Linked DNA regions of Sus scrofa: regions 1, 2, 3 and 4 are each linked to region 5. Evidence: chromatin contacts called from public HiChIP or PLAC-seq and promoter capture Hi-C data. All regions are on one chromosome and are shown on one strand. Each heading gives the region's core, a stretch centred on a gene start, on an enhancer-like site or on the middle of the called end of the contact. The rest is flanking DNA. Distances are from core to core; before and after follow the strand shown.

Region 1 (4,457 bases), core at 18-2,517, 280 kb before region 5:
CAAAAGCATCTGATAGATGACATGAGGAGCTAACTTACAAGAAAGGCACTTCCTTCGGCGACTACAAACTGTCACATTTAAACAGAAGATCATCTGCTGCTATCTACCCAATTCTTAGCAATAAGAAGTAACACCGCTTTACGCAAGGAAATACAGCCTGCATGTGTCTTTTGGCCAAGAGCTGGGGACTGAAAGTGGCAAAACCAATAACGGAAATTGGGACGGAGACACAGAACAAAGGTATTCAAGAATATCATTTAAATAACGGACGTCTCCTTACTTTCAAGACTAGGGAAGGGTCTGGGGGCCCCTTTACCCTCCCTTCCCTCGATGGGAAAGACAGTTGAAATAACGGACGCCTCCTTAAAGCACTAAAACGAAGACCCCTCCCCCTCCCATCAAGCCAGAAGTGGCGAAGATCCCAGGCCGCGCCCCCATCCCCCCCTCCGCCTCCGAGAGGCCGGGGCACTGCTATCCATCTTTCTCCAGCGCTAGCTCCTCACGGGCCGCAGACCAGTGGAGGCGGAATCCTCCGTCCCGCGAGACGAAGCAAAACGCCAACAGGGGAATAGCGAGAGCTCTGAGCCCCTTAACATCCCCCGAGGAAAGGAGACGCGGAAAAGGCCTCCATCCCACAAATCCGTGCTACCACGAGCGGCCCCTGCGCCCCGGACCTGAAGCCGGGAGGCTAAAGCCGCAGCAGCTTGGGAACGAGAGACTGCAGTCAGCAGCCCCTTCAAGCCCTCCATGCCAAGGCTGAGGCTCGCCGGGGGCACCTGAGGGGCCACCGGAAAAAAGCGAGGCAGTGGGGGAGGGGCCGGCCGCGCGGGGCCTGCTCCGACCCGCACAAAAGGGACCGTGTCCCCTCCCGTCCCAGTCCCACGAGAGCCCCACCGTCGCTGGCCTATGGACGCCGTGCTACCAAAGCCGTCGCGCTCGGCCCTTCCGCGGATCCGCTAGGGCTTTAAAACCCCAGTTGGGCCGCCCGCCGCTCCAGTCGCGACGACCAGAGCTTCACCTGAATCCAGTCCCGGATAAGACCGAAGCCATTTCAAACCCGTCAGTTTTGGGCGCATGCGCCAACTTCCCCGTCTTCCTCCACGCCTCTCCCCCACCCAACTCGCCGAGGAGCGGCACTTACGGGCGTACGTTCTACGTGCGCGTTCCCCAGCTCGACTTCAATACGCTCACGGCTTTCGCTACGCCGGTAGAATTAGAGCGCGCCTAAGAAGGGTTACCTTGGCTTCGCGTAACAATGAGCCTGTGTCCCTGCGCAGGCTCAAAGGAAAAGGCTTTGCGAGTGGGAAGAACCGCCAGTCACGTGATCCGATGACCCTGTCGCCATTTTGTGTTTTTTTGTCTTTTTTAAAAAAATAATTCAAGATCTTTGAAAAATGCATATAAGCCTGACATCCTAACTTTTTAAAAAAACTGAGATGAAATTGATTTCACATATAATTCACTCGTTTAAGTGTTTTATATTGTATAGTTCAATGTCTTTTAGCAGAGTCATAACATTATGCACCCTCCACCTTAAAAGAAACCCCTACCCACGAAGCAGTCACTCCTTAATCCCTTCTCGCTGCAGCCCTAGGCAACCACTAATCGGATTTATCTCTATGGATTTGCCTATCTTAGACTTTTCATATTAATAGAATCATACTGACATATGGCCTTGTGTATCTAGCTTTTATAACTTACGATATTATGTCCAAGTTTCATGTTGTAGCACGCATCAGTACTTCGCTCCATTGTATGGGTAATACCACAATTTGTCCATTTGTCATTTGTTCATTTGGGTTGGTTCCACCTTGGGGCTGTTGTGAATAATGTTGCTATGAAGGGTCACATTTTGTTTGTACACCTGTTTTCAATTATCTAGGATTTATGCCTAGGAGTGGATTCTGGGTTACATGGTAATGTTCTACGTAACCTTCTGAGGAATTGCCAACCTGTTTTTTTAGTGACTAAACCAGTTTATATTCCCACAAGTAGCAAAATTAAGTGTCCATTCCATGAATATGGAATATCTTTCCATTTATTTAGGTCTTCTTTAATTTCCTTCAGCATGTATTGCAGATTTTGGAATTCCATTCTTTTTTTTTTTTTTTTCTCTTTTTTTCCCTCTTTTTAGGGCTGCACCAGAGGCATATGGAAGTTCCCAGGCTAGGGGTCAAATTTGACCTATATTTGACAGCCTATGGCACAGCCACAGCAATAGGGGATCCAAACCGAGTCTGCAACCTACACCACAGCTCAATGCAATGCTGGATAATTAACCCACTGAGTGAGGCCACGGATCAAACCTGAATCCTCATGGATCATAGTCAGGTTTGATACTGCTGAGCAAGGATGGGAATTCCCTGAGTTCAACTCTTGCATCTCCTTAAGTACATTTAATTCCTCAACTGTTTGTTTTTGTTTGTATTGTTTGCTGTTTTTTTTTTGTTTTTTTTTTAAGGGCCGCAGCCACAGCATATGGAAGTTCCCTAGCGAGGGGTCAAATCACAGCTGCAGCTACCAGCCTACTCTACAGTCACAGCAATGCACGATCCAAGCCATATCCAGGACCTACACCAGCTCATGACAACACTGGATTCTCAAACTACTGAGCAAGGCCAGAGATCTGAACCTACATCATCGTTGGATTCGTTTATGCTGCACCACAATGGGAAATCCTTGTTTTGTTCTTGGATGTTACTGTAAATGAAACTTTTTTTGGGGGGTCTTTTTGTCCTTTTAGGGCCACACCTGTGGCATATGGAAGTTCCCAGGCTAGGGGTCTAGTCAGAGCTGTTGCTGCCAGCCTACGCCAGAGCCACAGCAACCCAGATCCAAGCCGCGTCTGCAACCTACACCACAACTCACGGCAATACCAGATCCTTAACCCACTGAGCGAGGCCAGGGATAGAACATGAAACCTCATGGTCCTAGTAGGATTCGTTTCTACTGTGCCACAACGAGAACTCCCCAAGTTCATTTTTTGTTTTGGGTATGTTTTGTTTTGTTTTGTTTCCTGGCTGCACTCACAGCCTATGGAAGTTCCTAAGCCAGTGAGTGAACTTTCACCACAGCAGTAACCTGAGCCTCCACAGTCATAACACTAGATCATTAACCCACTGTACCAGAAGAGAACACCTTTACTTCACTTTTTGGATTGCTTATAGTTTATAAAAATGAAACTGAGGAGATCCCATTGTGGCACAGTGGAAACAAACCCAATTAGTATCCATGGGTGTTCCATTCCTGACCTTGTTCAGTGGGTTAAAGATCCTGCATTACCATGGGCTGTGGTGTAGTTCGAAGAGGCAGCTCGGATCCCCTGTTGCTATGACTGTGGCATAGACCTGCAGCTGCAGCTCTGATTGGACCCTTAGCCTGGGAAATTCCATATGCCATGAGAAAAAGAAAAAAAAAAGAATGCAATTGACTTTAGTATGTTGAACTTGTATTTTGCAACTTTGTTTAATTTATTAGTGGTGTGTGTGTGTATTCTTCAGGATTTTATATATATATATAAGATCATGTTATGTGTAAATTGAAATAATTTTACTTCTTCCGTTCCAATTTGAATGCTTTTTATTCCTTTTTTTTTCTTTCTTTCTTTTTTTTTTTTTGTCTTTTTAGGGCCGCACCTGCAGTATATGGAGGTTCCTGGATTAGGGGTCAAATCAGCTATAGCCGCTGACCTACACAACAGCCACAGCAAGGCCAGATCTGAGCCCTGTCTCTGAACTACACCAAAGCTCAGAGCAACGCCGGGTCCTTAATCAGATGATTAAGGCCAGGGATCGAACTTTCAACCTCATGAATGATAGTCAGATTCATTTCAGCTGAGCCATGATGGGAACTTCACTATTCAGGTTCTTAACTCACTGAGCCACATGGGAACTCTCAGATATGGGCCTTTTATTTTATTTTTCATTTATTTATTTTTTTGGCTGCATTTGTGACATGAGGAAGTTCCCAGGCCAGGGTTCAAACCCATGCCACAGCAGTAACACCACCAGATCCTTAACCCACCAGGCTATTAGGGACTCTGAGACTTTGGCCTTTTAAAAGCCTTTCCTGGAGTTCCCGTTGTGGCTCAGTTTAACAAACCTGACTAGCATCCCCGAGGACACAGGTTCGATCCCAGGCCTTGTTCAGTGGGTTAAGGATCCAGCGTGGCTGTGAGCTCTGGTGTAAGTCGCTGACTCTGCTTGGATCCTGCATTGCTGTGGCCGTGGCATAGGCTGGCAACTACAGTGCTCAACCCCTAGCCTGGGAACTTCCATATGCCACAGGTGCAGTCCCCCAAAAAAAAAAAAAAGCCATTCCCAATCTGAGATTATAAACTAAATTTTCTGGAGTTCCCATCATGGCTCAGTGGTTAATGAATCCGACTAGGAACTATGAGGTTTCAGGTTCGATCATTGGCCTTGCTCAGTGGGTTAAGGATCCGGGGTTGCCATGAG
Region 2 (4,676 bases), core at 387-2,886, 460 kb after region 5:
CGATCACAAATAATAGAATTCAGGAGTTCCCGCTGTGGTGGAGTGGGTTAAGATCTCAAGTTGTCGCTGCAGTGGGGAGTGTTGGATCCCTGGCCCAGGAACTTCGACATGCTGCAGGTGCAGCCAAAAAACTCCAAAAAACTTATTCAAAGGTGGTGCAAATATAACTACGGCAACTTGCATATATGTACATGTAAAAATACATTTATAATACATAATACTAAACATACACTAAGATATTTGCACTATTCATTCCCACTATTAAACTGTTCCTTGAAAACAGGGGTCGTTTTTCCACTCCAGTCCCTAATGCACACGTCGTAAGCTTTACACAGGTCAAATGGCCCAGATTGTATTTACCAATAAAAGATTAATAAAAACACGTCTATCCAGCTAGAAAACATGACACACTCAAAGATGACGAGACATATACAACCATCATATACTGTATCTGCTTTAGTAGGTCAGAAAAGCGTCAACTCGTATTTCGGGGCTACATACACACACACAGACACTTAATCTAAAAACCACTATAAGAATATGATTTAGAGAAAAAACACTATTCACACAAAGTATTCTAAAACCTATTTCTCTCCTATGCCCTCTATTAACTGCACCAAAGTGATGCCTGTAGAAACAGCTATGCTCTTCAAATTTTGCAGGTTGTGACTTTAGAAACAGCTTTACTCTTTTAAATTTCAAAACAAGTTTATAAATAAAGGCCCTCAAAAACAACAACAAATTGCACAGGTGTCAGTTTGCAAAGTCAACTGCAAATGGTTGTTATCAGGGACAGTCAAAAGTTGCAGGTTTAACTGTGCGGGGCGAGGGGAGAAAGGGCGGAGAAGCAAAAAACACTTAACAAAAGCAATATGCTAAAAGAGTAGGAGGAAAGAGAAACTTATTTTAAAATCCACTGCGAGGCTCGCCAGCCCCGCGGCTGCGCAAAGCGCAAGGCCGCCGGGGCGGGCCTGGGACTGAGGGGAGGAGGGCGGGGAGAGGGCGAGGGAGGGATAGAGTCGACGGGCCGCTCCTGCAGCCAGGCCTGCAGCCGCGGAGGCGCGCAGCTGAGGGCCCTGGTTGGGAGGGGGACGCTACAAAGCCAGCCACGAGCCCCCAGCCTGCCCGAGACTCCCCCACCCCACATCAGGAGGGGCCCCGAGAGGAGGCGGGGGGATGCGCAGTCCCGGCCGCCCGCGCCCTGCGCACCTCGGTACCCAATAGCCGCCGCTGCCGCCGCCTCTTCCTCCTCCTCGCCCTCGTCGTCGTCGTCGTCGTCGTAGAAGTCGTCGGCCGGGGGCGCCTCCCGGGATAGGCCCTGTAAGCCCGGCCCATTGTTTCCTTCTCCTGCCGCCGCAGCCGCCTGGGCCTCCCGCTCCCCGCCCGCAGCGGTCTCCCGCCACAGCACCGCCGCCGCCGGGCAGCCGCCCGCCGCCGCCGGCAGCTCACGCTCCAAGGCCGCCCCACCAGGCTCGCCCGGGCTCCGCCCGACGCCCGGGCCGTCTCTCCGCGGTTTCTTGCGGAGCGGCTCCCCGGCGGGGGGCGACGGGGCCTCCCTCTCAGCCGCCACCGCCGAGGGGGAGCCGCCGGGCTGAAGGGCGAGCGCCGCCTCGTCCGCCATCTTTCAACTGCCTCTCTGGCCCTCCTCCCTCACCTCCTCTGCTCCCGCTCGACTCGCGGCACTGGCGCCCCCGCGGCTCCGGCTGCGGGAGATTTAAACCCCGTCACGTGACCCGCCCCTCCTCGCCCCCGCCCACCCGCAGCTCCCGCCACCCACGCGGGCCGGACCACAACACGGCGGGTCACGTGGCAAGCGGAGGCGGTGGGGGCCAGGAGCAAACGCTGCAGGGTGCTGTGGCCCCACCCCTCCGCTGCAGGCGCTTCTCTCAGCCAAACTTCTCTTTCAAGCTGTCCTCAAATCACTGCTGCCCGGTTAGCTCAAGTTTTGGTTTGCACTGCGAATTTCCACTTCTGCCTAAAGTGCACACCTTGCTCTCCTCACTTAGTCTTTTCTGGACTTAACGTTAAGGCTTAAAACTTAGTTCCTGAAAGGCGATAGGGAATGAAGCTGGCCAAATAAGCTAGGTGATGGGTCTGTTTTGTTAACCTGTATGAGTAGAGGCAAAAGGACACACACCTCACTCTTCACCCTCCTCAAACCGTTCTGGCGGGTACTCTTCAGCTCCTATTTTCTGCTTGCTTCTCTCCTTAGCCGGTTTATTTTTCTCCCTCTCTCCATTACTCAGAGGGTGATATACATTGTTAGACCATTAAAAGCATGTATCTGCCCTAGAAAGAGGTTTGACGGTGGGGGGCCGGGTAGGGATCAGCCTGTTCGATTTCAGGCCCCAACTTAGCTCCAAATGTGTGTGATTTATCTTTTCTGGGCTTCAAAATGAGTATATTGGGCCAAGTGGGGCCTCATGAGGAGAGCTGAACTGAGCATGACTTGGCCCTTATAAACATCGGTTTGGTTTCGAACTTGAGGTCTTTCTGATTGACCTTGAGCCATTTATTTAGCCTTTCTACACCCACTGTCCTAATCTCTGCAATGGTAGAGTTGTGCTGAGAATTAAGGTAGCGGGTTCTCTTGTGGCACAGTCTTGGGATCTAGCGTTGTTACTGCAGCGGCTTGGGTCAATCCCTGGCCCCAGAACTTCCACATGCAGCAGGTCAGGCTGGGAAAAAAAAATAGTTACATAAGATTGCTGGATATAAAGTGAGGGCTAAATAGAGCTAAAATATTAGTCCTGCCCTACTTGAAGGCCTTCTACTTTCCACTTTTCCTGACATTCCAGAACTCTTGTGACTTCATAGCCTACCTTAACTAAGGATGTGTTATAGTATGGCCAAGTTTGGTAGGCATCTGCCTCTGCAGCATGGCGTTTCTAGCCACTGAAGGGACCTCTCTGAATTTACAATAAATCAGCCCTTAAGCTTAAAGTGGGTCCTGCCTCTACCATGCCAATTACTTGTTTGAACTTAAGAAAGCAATCTAAGATGTTTCCTCCTTTAAAAAAAAAAGTTATAATTTCGAAAATGTATCTCCAATGTCCCATCTAAACCCAAATCTCTTTGTACCTCAAATTAAACTGAGACTCTCCCCTTACAAGTGGTTGCGTGGTTTCTGAAAGTGAGGCTGTCTTTCCTCCTAGAGGCCTTGAAATCATGATTGAGGTGTTCCTTCAGATTGATGCTCTCTAATCAATCAGTGACCAAATCCTGCTGTCCTTTCTTCCCTCCTATACACTTTCCAATTCCTAAGTACACAGGTATCTCGCCCTTCCTGGATGACATACTTAGCCCTGTTTTCTCCCCACTTTATCTATCTTACAAAATACTTCATAAATTGATTCTCAACTATGTGGGTAGGATATAATAAATAAAATGTTGAGGAGTTCACACTGTGACTCAGTGGTAAGGAACCCAACTAGTAACCAGGAGGATGTGTTCTATCCCTGGCCTCCCTCAGTGGGTTAGGGATCTGGCATTGCCATAAGCTGTTGTATAGGTCAAAGAAGAGGCTTGGATCTAGCATTACTGTGGCTGTGCTATAGGCCAGCAGCTTCAGCTCCAATTTGACCCTTAGCCTGGGAACTTCCATATGCCACAGGTGCAGTCCTAAAAAGACATAAATAAATAAATACAACATTGAGAGTATCTTATACAAATAGATGGAGTTCCCGTTGTAGTGCAGCAGAAATGAATCCGACTAGGAACCATGAAGTTTCGGGTTTGATCCCTGGCCTTGCTCAGTGGGTTAAGGATGTGGCGTTGCCGTGAGCTGTGGTGTAGGTCGCAGATGCAGCTTGGATCTGGTGTTGCTGTGGCTGTGGCATAAGCCAGCAGCTGTAGGTCAGATTAGACCCCTAGCTTGGGAACCTCCATATGCCACAGGTGCGCCCTAAAAAGACAAAAAAAAAGTTGAGAGTATCTTATACAAATAAAAACAATTCCCAGAATTTTGGAGAAAGACATTTGAAAACTTACAGACATCTTATTACTTCATTCATTCATATGTTGTACATCAAAGACACTTGATGGGTTTATGAAATGCTGTGGGATCAGTGTTGTTAGTGTGTGAAAGGCCAGATGGGGCACATATTTCAGATAGGATAAATGAGAGAAACTGTGTTACAAAACAAGACCACCCAAGTAGATTTCCAGCCTTACCAGTAGTTTAGAGCTACTTATATGAAATTCAAGTCATACTTATCCCTAAAAGCTGGCAAATTCACATCCAGTTTTTCAAATCTCCTATGAATCTGGTATTGACCTTCTTGTAAATAGTTTTAGCATTAATATTCTCTAAAGTAAGCTTTTCATATTACAAAGCCACTTTTTATTTATTTCACTCTTTAAGGCCGTCCCTGCAGCCTATGGAAGTTCCCATGTGCAGCTGCCAGCCTACGCCACAGCCACAGCAACTAGGGATCCAAGCCGCATCTCCCACCTACACCACAGGTCATGGCAATGCCGGATCCCCCACCCATTGAGCAAGGCCAGGGATTGAATCTGCATCCTCATGAATGCTAGTCAGGTTCATAAGCTGCTTATCCACAATGGGAACTCCCACAAAGCCACGTTTTTAAAACAAGGGGGCCCTTTGAATTCTCAAATGGAATGATCTCCAAGCCACATAGTGCAAGATGTAGAATAGTGTGTTTAGTATAGTG
Region 3 (4,833 bases), core at 352-2,851, 440 kb before region 5:
AGGAGCTGGTGTTTAACACACCCAGAGTTTGGGAGGATGAAGAAAATTCTGGAGATGAATGAAGATAATGGCTACAGAACAGTGTGAATGTGTTTAATGCTACAAAACTGTATATTTTAAAATGGTAAATTTTATGGTGTGTGTATTTTACCACAATAGAAAATACTAACTCCTTGGCTAGAATGGCAAGTTTACCTTGGTAATAAGGTCAGAAGAGTAGGTTCTCTGCTCTCTGGAACTATACAGCCATTCTTTTGTCAAATGTCAGCTTTCGAATTGCTTCTTTACCTTCTAAAGCTGTTTCCTTTTCTCTAGATTTCTTTCTTTCTTTTGAGGGGTGGAGCGGGAAGTCTCTACAACTCTTCTAACAGGCTCCTTGAGGGCAGGGACCACCGAGATGCCCAGCAAAGAGTCTAGCATAAATTAGGCTCAATAAATATTTGTGAATTGAATGAAAATACTATCAGAAAAGGCTATTAATAATACAACCCACACGATCTCCATCACAGCCAAATCCTGGCAACGTTGGCTGTGACACTTTTCTTCACTACTCCACTGACCCGTTATCAAGGTTTGTAAACCTAAGATCGCTTTCCCCAAGATTCTCGCATACAGGACAGGATGACGGAGAAGGAACACTTATTCAAAGCAATCATTTTTTCTTAATCATCTTCTAGACGGCCAACGAGAACCAAATGACAGGCCTCGCTGCTTAAGGAAGGAGAGGAAAGAAATAACAGATTCCACGATGAGAACTTGAGTCTGCCCATCTCGTAGGCGCCGATGAGAACGACTGGAGGACCACGGGAGGCCGGGCCGAAGCCCTTCTCCAGGTTAGGGGTGTGGCGGTGGGAATGGTCCCGGAGCGACCTCAGAGGTACGAGGGCAGCGCGAAGAGAGGCCCTCGGATGCTCCGACCGGGTTGTGACAGGCCATCGGGGAGACTCCCCTCCCCGCCCAAGCCGGCGCAGCCCAAAAGGAGGCGCGGCCCATCTCAGCGCACCTTTTGCCTCTCCTTCCTTTGGCTCTCGGTCTCCTCCAAGGGTGCTTCCAGCTCCATAATGTCCCCCCAGAGAAGTTTCCCAGGCATCATTCGCCGCAGTCGCCTCCTCCTGGGCACGGTGGCCACAACCACCTACAGGCAGCGACAGCGTGAAAGGAAGAGGGGGCAGGGCGGCCGACCGGCCAGAGCCTTGCGTCACTTCCGGGACACGCACCGACCGGCGGGGGAAAATAATCCCGGATACTCTCGTTTTAAACGCTTCCCTTGCGACACAGTCTCCCAGCCAGTGAAAGCGAGCCTTCTCGATTGGTCCACCCTTGTTCTGAAGTGATTGGCTTCTAGAGTAAAACCCTGACCAATCTCTATAAAAGATGCGCAAACTGTTTAGTATAAAAAGTTCAGGTTTTCCCCCCTTCCCCTCCCCCACTCCTAATAGCTCTTCTCGGCTAAGTGGAGATGCTTCCGGGCTTCCCAGCATGCAATGCTGGGGCCGGAGAGCCCCTCGAGTGCAGCAGAGAGGGGCTCACGCCTTCCGCGGGTTGGCGGGAGAACCGATGAGGCGCGCCACGCTCGGCCTTGCCTCCCGCCGCCGGAAGCTGCAGGCATCAGCCCCACCCATTGCGGGGTGAGGCGTTAACGTCTAACGGCTTCGCGCGAGACTAGCGTCCCGGCGTTGGTGGGAAGGGGCGTCTTGGGGTCTGGAGTGGGCTAGGTGCGCTTGGGGTGAAGGCTAGGCCGTGTCAACCTTCTCTCAAGTCTTAAGTTTTAGTAAGGAAGTTGGCCCTTGCTTACTGTAGATCCTTTCCACCCTCCCCATTTGCCATTAGAGGAAACTAATCCCCTAAGAGGGATTTACTTGTCTGTAGTCTCAGAGTTGGTGGCACAGTCGAGTAGGAAATCAGTCTTTTCTCTGCCACACCAGCCTGCAAGCTTTAAGGTTCCCAAAGCTGCTCCCATGAACATAGAATAATAAGTAGAAAAAAAACCTAAAGAAATTTAGAGAAAACAAGCCTGAATGTCACTGACAAATTGTTTATTTGCAGCGAATAAAAGGATTTTACTTACGGGGATAACTGCTCCTAAATTACAACTTTGAACAAAACTAGAAACCTTTTGATACTACAAGGGGCAAACTCCTTAGCATATACCTTTTTTTTTTAACATCATTGGTGCTGGATGGTTGGCTCCCTTTTCTGAGCTGTTTCTTTTTATCTCTTCATGATCTCTTCAACCAAGCTACTCTTTGAGTGAAAAGCAAGAAGTCAAATTGAGACGTAGGTGCAGGGGTATTTCACAAACCCCTTGACAGTATCCAGCACACCAGCCTTGTAACCTGAACATCAAATTTACCTCTTAGCAAAATTTCAGATTGCTACATGTCATGGAGTTTGGGAATTAGTCCTGAATAGCTGAAAGCACAAAGGTTAAGCTTGTAATTGCTACAGGCCTGCATAATTATGGATTGGCCTGAAGTCAAAGGTGATATGTCTATCTAAATGTTACCTTATGGATTCAGTACTATCAACAAATTGAGTATCAGTCAATGATAGTGAAAAATGCATCTCTCTCCCTAGATTATGAGACTAGCTAGGCATCTCTAGATCTGTGCTTTTTTAAAACATTTTTGTCCCACTCTCTCACACCCACTACCAATTCTATCACTGTGAAGTCTTTGTAGCCCTGCAACAGGCTGTGATGTACATAGAAAACACAGGAGTAGATGTGGCTAAGAATGTCACATGTATAAAATTGGGATAATAATAGAAATAAATGTTAGTATGTTGTTGAAAAGCACAGATGAAGTATATTTTAGCCTCTCAAGACTATTTTTAGCATTCGTTTTTATGTCAGAGGTCATACAGCATATCTGAAAAATGGACAAGACTGTACAAAACCCTACCTTCCTAAGCACCAAATTCATTGACTCAAAACTCTGGTTGCTGTCTATGTTAGGCAGGGCAATTGTATGTAAATTAAACTGAGTCATAAGTAACTTGACGAAACTGTAGCTTAGCTAAAATAGGGGTACCGCTAAATACATGTTCTCAATGGGTATAAACTTGAAAACTTTGGAATGGAGATGAGGAAATGAATAACTGTTTTTTTCACATTTGGTCCCTCTTTAAGTCTCAAGAGATTGATACTGATGATGAAATATACTGGGAGGAACATGAAGGTGTACCATAAATTATTAAAACGTACAAGTAACTAAAAATCTGCTCTTATTAGAAAAATCTTTGTTTTCTAAATATCTTGCCAGAATCACTGATACAATTTCTTTCTCAGTTTGTTAGGGTGCCTCATCTTTTGCTCTGTTGCAACGTCCTATAAAGATTTCCCTTGCCTCTGGTTTTAGATCATTAAACTCTATGACCTTAAAATATAGAAACAAGATGTCTATAAACTTGCCTCTCTCTGGTCATTCTCAAACCTAGAGGGCTAAATTTAATTTTTATTCCATAGTTAGAAAGTAAAAGGTAAAAAGAAACATTTTGAATCTGCATATCTATCTTACTTAACAAGAGGAATTGAGCCATCATTTTAAAATGTTATGACATGGAAATAATTTGAGATAGCTATAAATTGATTGAGAGATATTGGAGGTAGAGAGTGAGTGCTGAGACTACTAAGTAAGGAGAATATGAAAGAGGGACCAAGAAGGATATTTCTTCTATTGCTAGCCACATGACCTTGGCCAACTAAACTTTAAAACCCATTTTTTTGTTAGTAAAGTGGGGCAAAAATTCCTTCCCTGTTGGTAGCTGAGAGAAATATGGGGGATCCCCTGATATAACAGTACTAAAGAGACGATATACAGAGGTGCGTATATTCCTACCTTTAGCTCCAGGTTTTGACTGTGGAGACAGCTTTGAACTCATTTAGTGTGTGTATATTTACGTATGTATCTAGCTCCTAATTTAAATTATTTGGGAAAGCTTTTTAAATGTTTAACCTTTGGAAGGAGGTCTGTTTCTTTAATTACTAATTACTTTGTAGGTCCTTTGAATAACAGTGGATGAAAGGAATAGTCACAGAAAAGGGCACCATTCCCTGAGAAATGGAATCTGCTACTGCTGAAAAGGGAACATGCTTCTAAGGTTTCAAATGAGAGGCTAGCAAGATAGTCCTGAGTTTGTTTTTGATATATAACCATTCTTGTTTCATGACTCCCATGTCTCTCTTCTCCACTCCCCATCCCTTAAAAGCCTCAGGTAGCTATAGGATGGGTTCTCAAAATGCAGTTGATCCCAATCTTTTTACTGCTACCGCTCTTTCCATTGTTTTTTTTTTTTTTAATCACAAATGTGACACTTTGAAACATTCTGTCTGCTAAACTGCATTTAGTAATCACTGATTCATGATCATTCTTCTAATACACGAATAAGACACAACTGAAGCTTAGCAATGTCACGCCAGCATGTGATAGGGTTGCATTGCTGAGCAGGTGTAATTTCAGCCACTGGCAGAGAAACTGATGTTAGCAAGGGGTTAGACAAAGGGAATGTACAATTTCTATCAGGATTTTTCAAGTACTGAAAATGGTTTACACAAGCCAGCTACTCTCAAGGATTCTATGGGTCTGAGATCCCAGATGAAAAAGGATGAACAGGATCTCACATTATATGAATATCTGCAGTAAGCCCATGCTTCGCAGATTTTATTCCCATTTATAGTATAAGGCATTAACTGCCAAAGGCATAATATCTCCCCAGGCAACTCTGGATTTTTATTAGATACTTTCTATAATCATAATCTATAGGACTGAATCTTTTTTTTTTTTTTGTCTTTTTGCCTTTTCTAGGGCTGCTTCCCACGGCATATGGAGGTTC
Region 4 (4,646 bases), core at 1,647-4,146, 500 kb after region 5:
ATCACATCATTTATGCAGATGGAAAAGGTTAATCTGAGGCATTGGGCTATAAAGTAGGATCAGGGCTGGTAAGAGGGAGCTTGGAGTTGAAACTCTGACTCTAGACCAAATGCATTTAACCACTAATTGATACGTGAATATAGTTATTTATTTGGATAGATATTGAATATATAATCAGTGTAGATCATGGGTCATACACTCAGATGGTACAGGACCAGAATGTGAGTATGGAGAACTTGATATAATAGCTTTTATTTTCTCAAAGGAATATGTCCTCTCTTGTTCTTCTTGAAACATAGGGTCTTCTTGCTCCATTTTTTTGCTGTTACACATTTGATAAAAATAGGGATCAAAAACATTTCACTTACGGAGTTCCCGTCGTGGCGCAGTGGTTAACGAATCCAACTAGGAACCATGAGGTTGTGGGTTCGATCCCTGCCCTTGCTCAGTGGGTTAATGATCCGGCGTTGCCGTGAGCTGTGGTGTAGGCTGCAGACGCGGCTCGTATCCAGCGTTGCTGTGGCTCTGGCATAGACTGGTGGCTACAGCTCCAATTCGACCCCTGGCCTGGGAACCTCCATATGCCACAGGAGCGGCCCAAGAAATAGCAAAAAGACAAAAAAAAAAATTCATTTTCCTTTTAAATTTATCATAAAAATATAAATGATAATGCCTGGCAACTGACACTTGGCTTCCATATTAGAGAGCAACTGTGAGTTAAGAGCCTGACAAATGCAATAGCACAGGCCCCATCTAAAGGGGCATATTCTCAGCTCAGCTCCAGACAGATGTCGCTATTGGGAATGGTAAGTGAATCCCAAGTCATCAGATATTCCAATTTCTCAAGAGGAGGTAGAAGCCTAGAATTTTATGCAACATCTCCCAATTTTAAAATGCTGGCAATGAGTTCACAACCTTTTAGGAACATGGCTTGGTAGGACTGATTTGATTGGTGGGTCACAAGTTCAATCTTGTCTCTTTAACTGCAGTGCAAGCTCCTTGTGAGGAACAGCTAAAACATTTCTATCTCTCACAGCACTAGGCATAAACCGAGCACTCAAAGATTTTTGCACAGCCACGAAGTTGCTCATGAGTATTATTCTAGATTTAGACTTCGATTCCTTTTGGCAAACGTTTATCTGGCAAGGTAAATGTTTTACAGAATCATATGTATCAGAGTTCCCATTGTGGATCAGTGAAAACAATCTGACTAGTATCCATGAGGATGCAGGTTCGATCCCTGCCCTTGCTCAATGGGTTAAGGATCTGACATTGGCATGAGCTGTGGTGTAGGTCACAGATGTGGCTGGGATCTGGCGTTGCTGTGGCTGTGGTGTAGGCCAGTGGCTACAGCTCCGATCGGGCCCGTAGCCTGGGAACCCCCATATGCCGAGGGTGCGGCCCTAAAAAGACAAAGAAAGAAAAAAAAGATTATATGTATCTGCGAATTTACCACTTGAATCAAATGGATTATCTGAATTTACTAAAGAGGATGAATGGGGTCTAGGATAGGGAAAGCATTCATTAAAAGTTTCTTGATTTTATTCTATTCATATTTCCTGAGTATCAGATTAATATCCTTGGTCTATGTCATACCTTGATGCACACTGTAATCACTGGGAGAAGCTTAAAAAAAAAAAAAAAAAAACAAACCCACCCTTCCCCCTCAGAGACTCCATTTTAATTAATCTACAGGAGGGTCCTGGTACTGCTGTGTGTGTTTATGTACATACATATAATCACCAAGTGATTTTTTTTTTTTTTTAACCACACCAGCAGCACACAGAAGCTCCTGGGCCAGGAACTGAACCCAAGCCACAGCAGTGACAACACCAGATCCTCAATCTGCTGAGCCACAAGAGAACTCTTCACCAAATGATTTTTGTTGTTGTTGTTGTTGATGCTTTTTAGGGCGCATCTGTGGCATATGGAGGTTTCCAGGCTAGGGGTCAAATCAGAGCTGTAGCTGCCAGCCTATGCCACAGCCACAGCAATGTGGGATCTGAGCCATGTATGCGACCTACACCACAGCTCATGGAAACACTAGATCCTTAACCCACTGAGTGGGGCCAGGGATCAAACCCGCAACCTCCTGGTTACTAGTTGGATTCGTTTCTGCTGTGCCACAACGGGAACTCCACCAAGCAATTTTAGTGTAGAGCCAGACTAGAAGATCTCTGGTCTAGATCCCAGAACTAGGAGGTTCTGGGAATCAGGACTCAATAGGATCAGAGAATCTGATTTTACTGCCAGAATTTATGAATTATTGGGCCCATGTCATGCCCTTAAGTCACTATTTTCCTAAAACTACCATCATATCTGATCTGACTACTATGTTACCACTATACTTACTCCACTGCAATTCTCTTTGAGAAGAGAGGAAAAAAGCTGAAATGTCAGGGAGGTATTTAAGTGTTTGTTTCCCAAATATAATCAAGTGATTGTTTGAGGAATTTAGTTCAGTTTAAAAGAAATCTGTTATAGTAACAGCCCAAACTATTATCTGTGACCTCTTCCTTACTAACAAGTGGCATATTAACTACTTTTCTATGATCATTAAAAATGAATTTTTTTTTTTTTTTTGCTTTTTTATTAGGGCCGTACACGTGGCATATGGAAATATCCCAGGCTGTGGGTTAAATCAGTGCCACGGCTGATGGCCTACACCACAGCCACAACAATGCAGGATCCAAGCTACATCTGCAACCTACACCACAGCTAACAGCAACACCAAATCCTTAACCCACTGAGGGAGGTCATGGATCAAGCCAGCAACCTCATGGTTCTTAGTCGAATTGGTTTCCGCTGAGACATGAGGGGAACTCCAAAAACTAATACACTTTTTTAGAGTTTTAAGTTCACAGCCAAATTGAGCATAGAGTACTCATACCCCTATCACCCATCCATATCCCCACACATTAACAAGGGGATTATTAGCATGCCATTGCACTTGATTAAAACTTCAAAGCAATGTTTTAATAGCCTTTAACAAATCATTTACATAGTCTACTTATGTCCGACCTAACAGACTTAAAAAATCTTGTTCTTGTCTCAGAATGCTGTTTTCAAAAAAAAAGAGAGAAAGAAAGAAAGAAAGGAGTTCCCGCTGTGGCGCACGTTGAGAGGTAGGACCTAAATCGGAATCAGGGCCTTTTTATCGGAGCGCTGTCCAAGCGCTGCTGTCCAAGATCCCAGTCTGTGCGGGGAGCTGGCGCCTGTGTTGCAGGCAAGGAAAAGGTGCCAATTTTGTTTTGCATGACAGAACTTAGTGCCAGACTGGAAAGAAAAAAGAGAAGCAGAAGAGCCGCGCGGAGCCCACTTATGGGCTGCCTAATTTCTGTGCTCGCTCCGAGCTTCTGGGGCTTGTAAACTCTTACCTTCCAGATTTCTCCTTTACTTTTGAGGTAAGTTGTATTTTTTTTTTTTTTTTTTTCATCCCGCTTTAAAGCCTAGGACATTTGACATTAAAAAAAAAAAAAAAAAAAGCACTTCCGGAGGCATGTTTCCGGAGGCCAGAAGTAGGTGGGCTGTACCCTGTGGCTCCTTTCAAGCTTTTTCCGCCGGTGCCTTGTGGGAGTTGTAGTCCTGGGCATGGCCTCTGGTCTTTCTGGTCCCATTGGTCCTGAGTTGCACCTCTGACTCGCTGTGTTTTGAGGTGCAAAGAACTTTAACTACATTGAAAAGTTCAATGTGATTTCTATGGTGTGTATATATATAAAAATATATAATATATACATTATAATATATATATTATATATATATATTTTGTCTTTTGTCTTTTGAGGGCTGCACCCGCATCATATGGAGGTCCCCAGGCTAGGAGTCTAATCGGAGCTGTTGCTGCTGGCCTATGCCAGAGCCACAGCAATGTGGGATCCAAGTCTAGTCTGCGACCTACACCACAGCTCACAGCGCCAATGCAGGATCCTTAACCCACTGAATGAGGCCAGGGATCTAACCGGCAACCTCATGGTTCCTAGTCGGATTCGTTTCCACTGTGCCCTGACGGGAACTCCAATTTCTATGGTATATTTTGTACTATGTATTTTTTACAGTTTTTCTCAACCAGCATGTGTTAAACAAATTATACTTGCTCTTTTAAAATGCATACCGGGAATTCTCCCTGTGGCTCAGCAGAGACAAACCCAACTAGCATCCAAGAGGATGAGGGTTGAATCCCTGGCCTCACTTAGTGGGTTAAAGAATCCGATGTTGCGGGGAGTGGCGGTGTATGTCACACACGCAAGAAATATATGTGTGTATATATATATATATATATATTTATATTTCTTTTTAAAAAAATTATTTATTGTCTTTTCTAGGGCCTCACTTGTGGCATATGGAGGTTCCCAAGCTAGGGGTCTAATCAGAGCTGTAGCTGCCGCCTGTGCCACAGCCACGTGGGATCGGAGCCACGTCTGCAACCTACACCCCAGCTCAGGGCAACTGCCAGATCCTTAACTCACTAAGCGAGGCCAGGGATCAAACCCTCAACCTCATAGTTCCTAGTCAGATTCGTTAACCACTGAGCCACTATGGGAACTCCATGGATATATATATATATATTTCTGAAAGTAGTCATATTCTTGACCCAACAATTGGGTAGTTAAAAGATTAATTAATTTTGAGTACTTTTAAAAAATTAA
Region 5 (4,692 bases), core at 884-3,383:
ATAGCTTTGCTAAAGTGACAAGAGGAGTTCCCGTTGTGGCTCAGCGGTAACGAACCCAATTGGGATCCATCAGGACTGAGGTTTCGATCCCTGGCCTTGCTCATTGGGTTAAGGATCTGGTGTTGCTGTGAGCTGTGGTGTAGGTCACAGACACGGCTTGGATCCCGAGTTGCTGTGGCTGTGGTGTAGGCCGGCAGCTAGAGCTAGGGATTCCACCCCTAGCTTGGGAACCTTGATATGCCACAGATGTGGCCCTTAAAAAAAAAAGGGACAAGAGAAGGGGCTTCCTGCTGAAGGTGGTTTACTGCAAAGAGCTGCTTACAAATCCCCTCTTGTCAGAACATCATTCCATTTCTATGGGTTTCGGGGAGGAGGTCTATCTTCTGTAAGTTCATGCTGACATAGGACACTCTATTCTGAGTGGAAAATATCAACATGGATCTGTAGCATCTCTTTGCTGACACTTGTAACTGCCTGTTTATATACACAGGCAGAACAAGCTACAATTATTTTGATGCCCACAAAGATATAGATTATAATGAGTAACAGCATTAATCCCATTCTCTTGAGACCAGTTCTTGAAATGATACTAACCATAGATTTTGTACTGCTCCAGCTGGAGCAGCTAATGCCATAGCTACAGACTGGTCATCATGCGGTTGCTTTTTTTCCTCTTGCAGCAGTTACAGTATCTGTAAAAGAACTCAGGAAATGTGCATCAGTACTGTGTCTGTGACTCTATTGTCCTAATCATTTACTGCTTGGTTCCATATATACAACCTGGAAACACCCCAACCTGGAAACTCCTTATGGACATGAATCATGTTGAACAAAAGAAACACTTTACAGTGTTTGTAATGTTATTCCACTTGTGAAAAATTTATAAACTGGCAAAATAAACTACATTGATTAGGGGCATGTATTTACCATGGTAGTTACATGCAAAAAAAGCAAAGAAAGGATTCTCATAAAAGAATCATATTTACTTCTAGGGGGATTATACCTGGAGGCTTTTCCTCGGGGAGGCTAACTCTCCTGTCCTCTTCTTGCTTAATGTGGTAGTGTTTACCCAGCTGTTTACTTTATGAGTCTTTAAATGTATATATGCTTCATACATTTTTATCCATGAATGATTATCTCACAGTAAAGAAAATTTGGGGAGTTCTTGTTGTGGCTCACTGGGTTAAGGGTCTGACATTATCTAAGGATGAGGTTCATCCCTGGCCTTGCTCAGTGGGTTAAGGATCTGGTGTTGCCACAAACTGCCACTTGTACCCCTCCTTGCTGTCACTGTGGCTGTGCCTGTGGCTTAGGACTGAAGCTGCAGTGCCATTCCACCCCTGGCCTGGGAACTTTGATGTGCCACAGGGCGGGGGGGGGGGGGGGCGCATAAAAAGAAAAAAAAATCAAAACCAAAAGAAGTAAAGAAGCATAACAGGAGTTCCCGTCGTGGCGCAGTGGTTAATGAATCCGACTAGGAACCATGAGGTTGCGGGTTCGGTCCCTGCCCTCCCTCAGTGGGTTAACGATCCGGCGTTGCCGTGAGCTGTGGTGTAGGTTGCAGACGCGGCTCGGATCCTGCGTTGCTGTGGCTCTGGTGTAGGCTGGTGGCCGCAGCTCCGATTCGACCCCTAGCCTGGGAACCTCCATATGCCGCGGGAGCGGCCCAAGAAATAGCAAAAAGACAAAAAAAAAAAAAAAAAAAAAAAAAAAAATCCATAAAAAAAAAGAAGCATAACAGAACTTTATACTGGCCAAAATGATCGAGAGATAAACATCGCTTTATATCCACGAAATATCCCTCTATTTCTAAATCGGCTACTGTTTTTAACAAGTACTGATCTAACTAGATAATGGCCAAAATGATCAAGAGATAAACATCGCTCTATATCCACGAAATATTCCTCTATTTCTAAATCGGCTACTGTTTTTAACAAGTACTGATCTAACTAGATAATAGCTCGCTTTCCCAAAACTGATAAAACTTAAACCTACTGTCATAAGACCATGAGAGTTTTTCCCCTCCCTGAAATGAGAAAACCCTGGTTTGCTGGCTTTATCTCAGGAACTCTTTCCCTTGATCAATGAGATCGGTCCTCACTGCCTTTTATAAACCAGTGGATTTACTGGTTTAAACGTCGTGATTTGGGCGTTCGAATTGTTTTAGCAGATTTCTGCATAATGTTAATTGCTTCAGATTTTCTAAATTCTTCTGGTCTCCTACGAATTTGCGAGGAAAGGGAAGCATTTAGGTGTGTTAGATCAAAGCTAGGCGGACCCTGCGGATGAAAACGTTTGCACGAGGCTCGCATTCCCTCGGAAACACAGCCCTAGCGCTCGGGTGAGGCAGGTGGTCCCACCAAGGTCCGCCCTCCCGCTTCTCCACTCGAGGTTTTCCTCATGCCCTTTTTGCTTCTCCTTTGGGTCGGGCTGGATGTATAGAGTCTCCGCGAAGGCGGATTTCTCTGCTGTCGGCTGCAGGCGCCGCGGCCCCCACCCAACCCCGCCGCCGCGGGACCGCCGGGCGTCCTCCAGCCGCCGGGAGCGCTGTGGGCCTCAGTGGGCCTGGTCGCAAACGCCCTGGCGGCCGCCGAGCGCTTGAAGGGAGCTGCTGGCGGGGCCCAGGGCGTCTCCGCCCGAGACCGCGCCACCGCTGCAGTCGCCACCATGGGTAAGAGGAGCAGGCCGAGAGCGGACGTCGGGCCCTCTGTGCTGGGCCAAGACCGCGGCTGGGCAGGGAGGACTGGTGGTGGGTGGGCTTCTAGGCCTCGGGGTCGGAACTGGGGCCGGAACCTGGGCCTGGTGCTGGGCGGGGGCAGCCGGGTGCTCGGGGGCGCCGGGGGTCGCCATGGCAACGCGCGGTTATCCAGTGTTCCCTCCTGCTCCCGCCCGCGTTTGGGGGCCTAATGGCAGAGGGTTGGTGGTCCGACGGCTTACCGGGAGCGAGGGCAGGGCCGGCGAGGGTGCGGCTCCCAGGTCGAGGGAACAGTCGGGGACGGACGATGACTTTTCAGGGTTGGGGGTGGCAGAGGGAGGCGTCTCAGGTTGGGGCCTGGGTTCCCGACGCCGCGGGCGGGAGAGGGGCAACGATGCCGCGCAGGACTTCGGGTGAGCCCTTCGCGCGGGTCCCGGGGGCGCCCCGAACCTTTTGGGCAGCCCTGTGGGCGGAGAGGAGGGGAGGCAGGGAAGGGGCTCTAGGCCCGGGCAAGATGCAGGAATTTGAGGGCTGCGACCCAGCTAGACGCATCCACGAGTCCTGGCGGGGCCCGCCTGGGTGTAAACGCTCTTTGGCATGGAAGCTGCGGCGTCCAGCTCCGACCTACCCCAGAGCAGCTGGAGATGCGCCCTTTGTCTGGTTGTCGCTTCACACATTGAAGATTGTGATGGGCGCTGTTAAGAAATGTGAGAATTGTCACAGATTATGAAACATCGAGTGCTTTTGCCCCCGAAAAAGAGGGAATCTTGCCACGATGCAGATTTGAAGAAATGATGTCGTGTGGAGATTCTCCACCAGCTTGCTTGGTCATAGCAGTTGTGACTGCATTTTAAGTTGCTTAGGATTCAGCGCCAGGCTTCATGCTTAGCTGTCTGAGGTCAGAACTAGAATACTAGATCATTGGGAATCCTGGACTTTTGTCCAGTGAAGCAAAAACAGACACTTGGTTTTCTTGGACTAGTAAATTTGGCAGAGATTATGAAACATAAGTGCTTTATTTTCTCCCCCACTTCATTTTGTCATCCGTGTTTGCTGAAAATATTTCTGCCAATCACAAAAGTGATGAGAGTATGGAGAAGTATCTGAATTTATAAGAAAACTGATAATAAAATAAATTTTATTTATTTGGAAAGAAAATAAATTTTTTTGTTAGTTGAAAATATTGGAGTTTCCGTCGTTGCGCAGCAGAACTGAATCCTACTAGGAATCATGAGATTTCGGGTTCGATCCCTGGCCTCATTCAGTGGGTTAAGAATCCAGTGTTGCAGCTGTGGTGTAGGTCGCAGATGCGGTTGGATCTGGCGTTGCTGTGGCTGGGTAGGCAGCTGTAGTTCCGATTGGACCCCTAGCCTGGGAACCTCCATCTGCCACGGGTGTGGCCCTAAACAGCAAAGATTATCTATCTATCTATCTATTTATCTATCTATCTATCTATATGTGTGTGTATGTATATGTGTGTTATATATAATTTTTTAAAAAAATGTCACTATTGGTTTTCAACTGGATCAGCTGTGTAGAAGGTCAGGGAACTTTTTTTTTTTTTTTTTTGTCTTTTTTTTGCTATTTCTTGGGCCGCTCCTGCGGCATATGGAGGTTCCCAGGCTAGAGGTCCAATCGGAGCTGTAGCCACCAGCCTACGCCAGGGCCACAGCAACGCAGGATCCGAGCCGCGTCTGCAACCTACACCACAGCTCACGGCAACGCCGGATCGTTAACCCACTGAGCAAGGGCAGGGACCGAACCCGCAACCTCATGGTTCCTAGTCGGATTCGTTAACCACTGCGCCACGACGGGAACTCCAGGGGAACTTTAATGTGAAACTGATCCCTGCTTTTATTTCCTCTGGGAAAATAAAGGATTCCTGCAATACAGAACTAAGATTGTAATGAAAAAAACCAGGAAGAGGGTTAAAATGAGTGAGTTTAATGGCTTCTCCTGTACCTCCCTATTTTATTTCACTGTCATGTTTGTTCTGG

What was found. Promoter capture Hi-C pulls out the DNA fragments that hold promoters and counts their contacts. HiChIP or PLAC-seq counts read pairs in DNA pulled down with a chosen protein or histone mark.
Region 1: an H3K27ac HiChIP or PLAC-seq map of alveolar macrophages shows a contact between it and region 5. The contact joins the promoter of CCAR1 here to the promoter of RUFY2 in region 5. A contact is called at or near these places in 1 of 5 promoter capture datasets (fetal skeletal muscle), 1 of 47 Hi-C or Micro-C datasets (embryonic fibroblasts) and 1 of 2 datasets of contacts at active chromatin or transcription factors (alveolar macrophages).
Region 2: a contact with region 5 is called in a promoter capture Hi-C map of fetal liver, with 3 times the contacts expected there. The contact joins the promoter of SIRT1 here to the promoter of RUFY2 in region 5. A contact is called at or near these places in 1 of 5 promoter capture datasets (fetal liver) and 1 of 47 Hi-C or Micro-C datasets (heart right ventricle).
Region 3: a contact with region 5 is called in a promoter capture Hi-C map of liver, with 2.1 times the contacts expected there. The contact joins the promoter of DDX50 here to the promoter of RUFY2 in region 5. A contact is called at or near these places in 2 of 5 promoter capture datasets (fetal liver and liver) and 1 of 2 datasets of contacts at active chromatin or transcription factors (alveolar macrophages).
Region 4: an H3K27ac HiChIP or PLAC-seq map of skeletal muscle shows a contact between it and region 5, with 4 times the contacts expected there. The contact joins the promoter of DNAJC12 here to the promoter of RUFY2 in region 5. A contact is called at or near these places in 1 of 5 promoter capture datasets (fetal liver) and 1 of 2 datasets of contacts at active chromatin or transcription factors (skeletal muscle).

The regions. Positions count from the first base shown.
Region 1 is chr14:71,824,319-71,828,775 of Sscrofa11.1, reverse strand. CCAR1 (cell division cycle and apoptosis regulator protein 1) reads right to left here and starts at 1,267. Exons shown (of 25, transcript XM_021072498.1): 1 at 1,142-1,267.
Region 2 is chr14:71,088,127-71,092,802 of Sscrofa11.1, reverse strand. SIRT1 (sirtuin 1) reads right to left here and starts at 1,636. Exons shown (of 9, transcript NM_001145750.2): 1 at 1,210-1,636. The coding sequence starts at 1,621.
Region 3 is chr14:71,985,905-71,990,737 of Sscrofa11.1, reverse strand. It overlaps DDX50 (ATP-dependent RNA helicase DDX50), which reads right to left and starts at 1,601. Exons shown (of 16, transcript XM_005657388.3): 1 at 1,004-1,601. The coding sequence starts at 1,093.
Region 4 is chr14:71,048,647-71,053,292 of Sscrofa11.1, reverse strand. DNAJC12 (dnaJ homolog subfamily C member 12) reads left to right here and starts at 2,896. Exons shown (of 6, transcript XM_021072941.1): 1 at 2,896-3,404. It also overlaps the pseudogene LOC100152383.
Region 5 is chr14:71,545,178-71,549,869 of Sscrofa11.1, reverse strand. RUFY2 (RUN and FYVE domain-containing protein 2) reads left to right here and starts at 2,133. Exons shown (of 19, transcript XM_021073521.1): 1 at 2,133-2,749. The coding sequence starts at 2,668.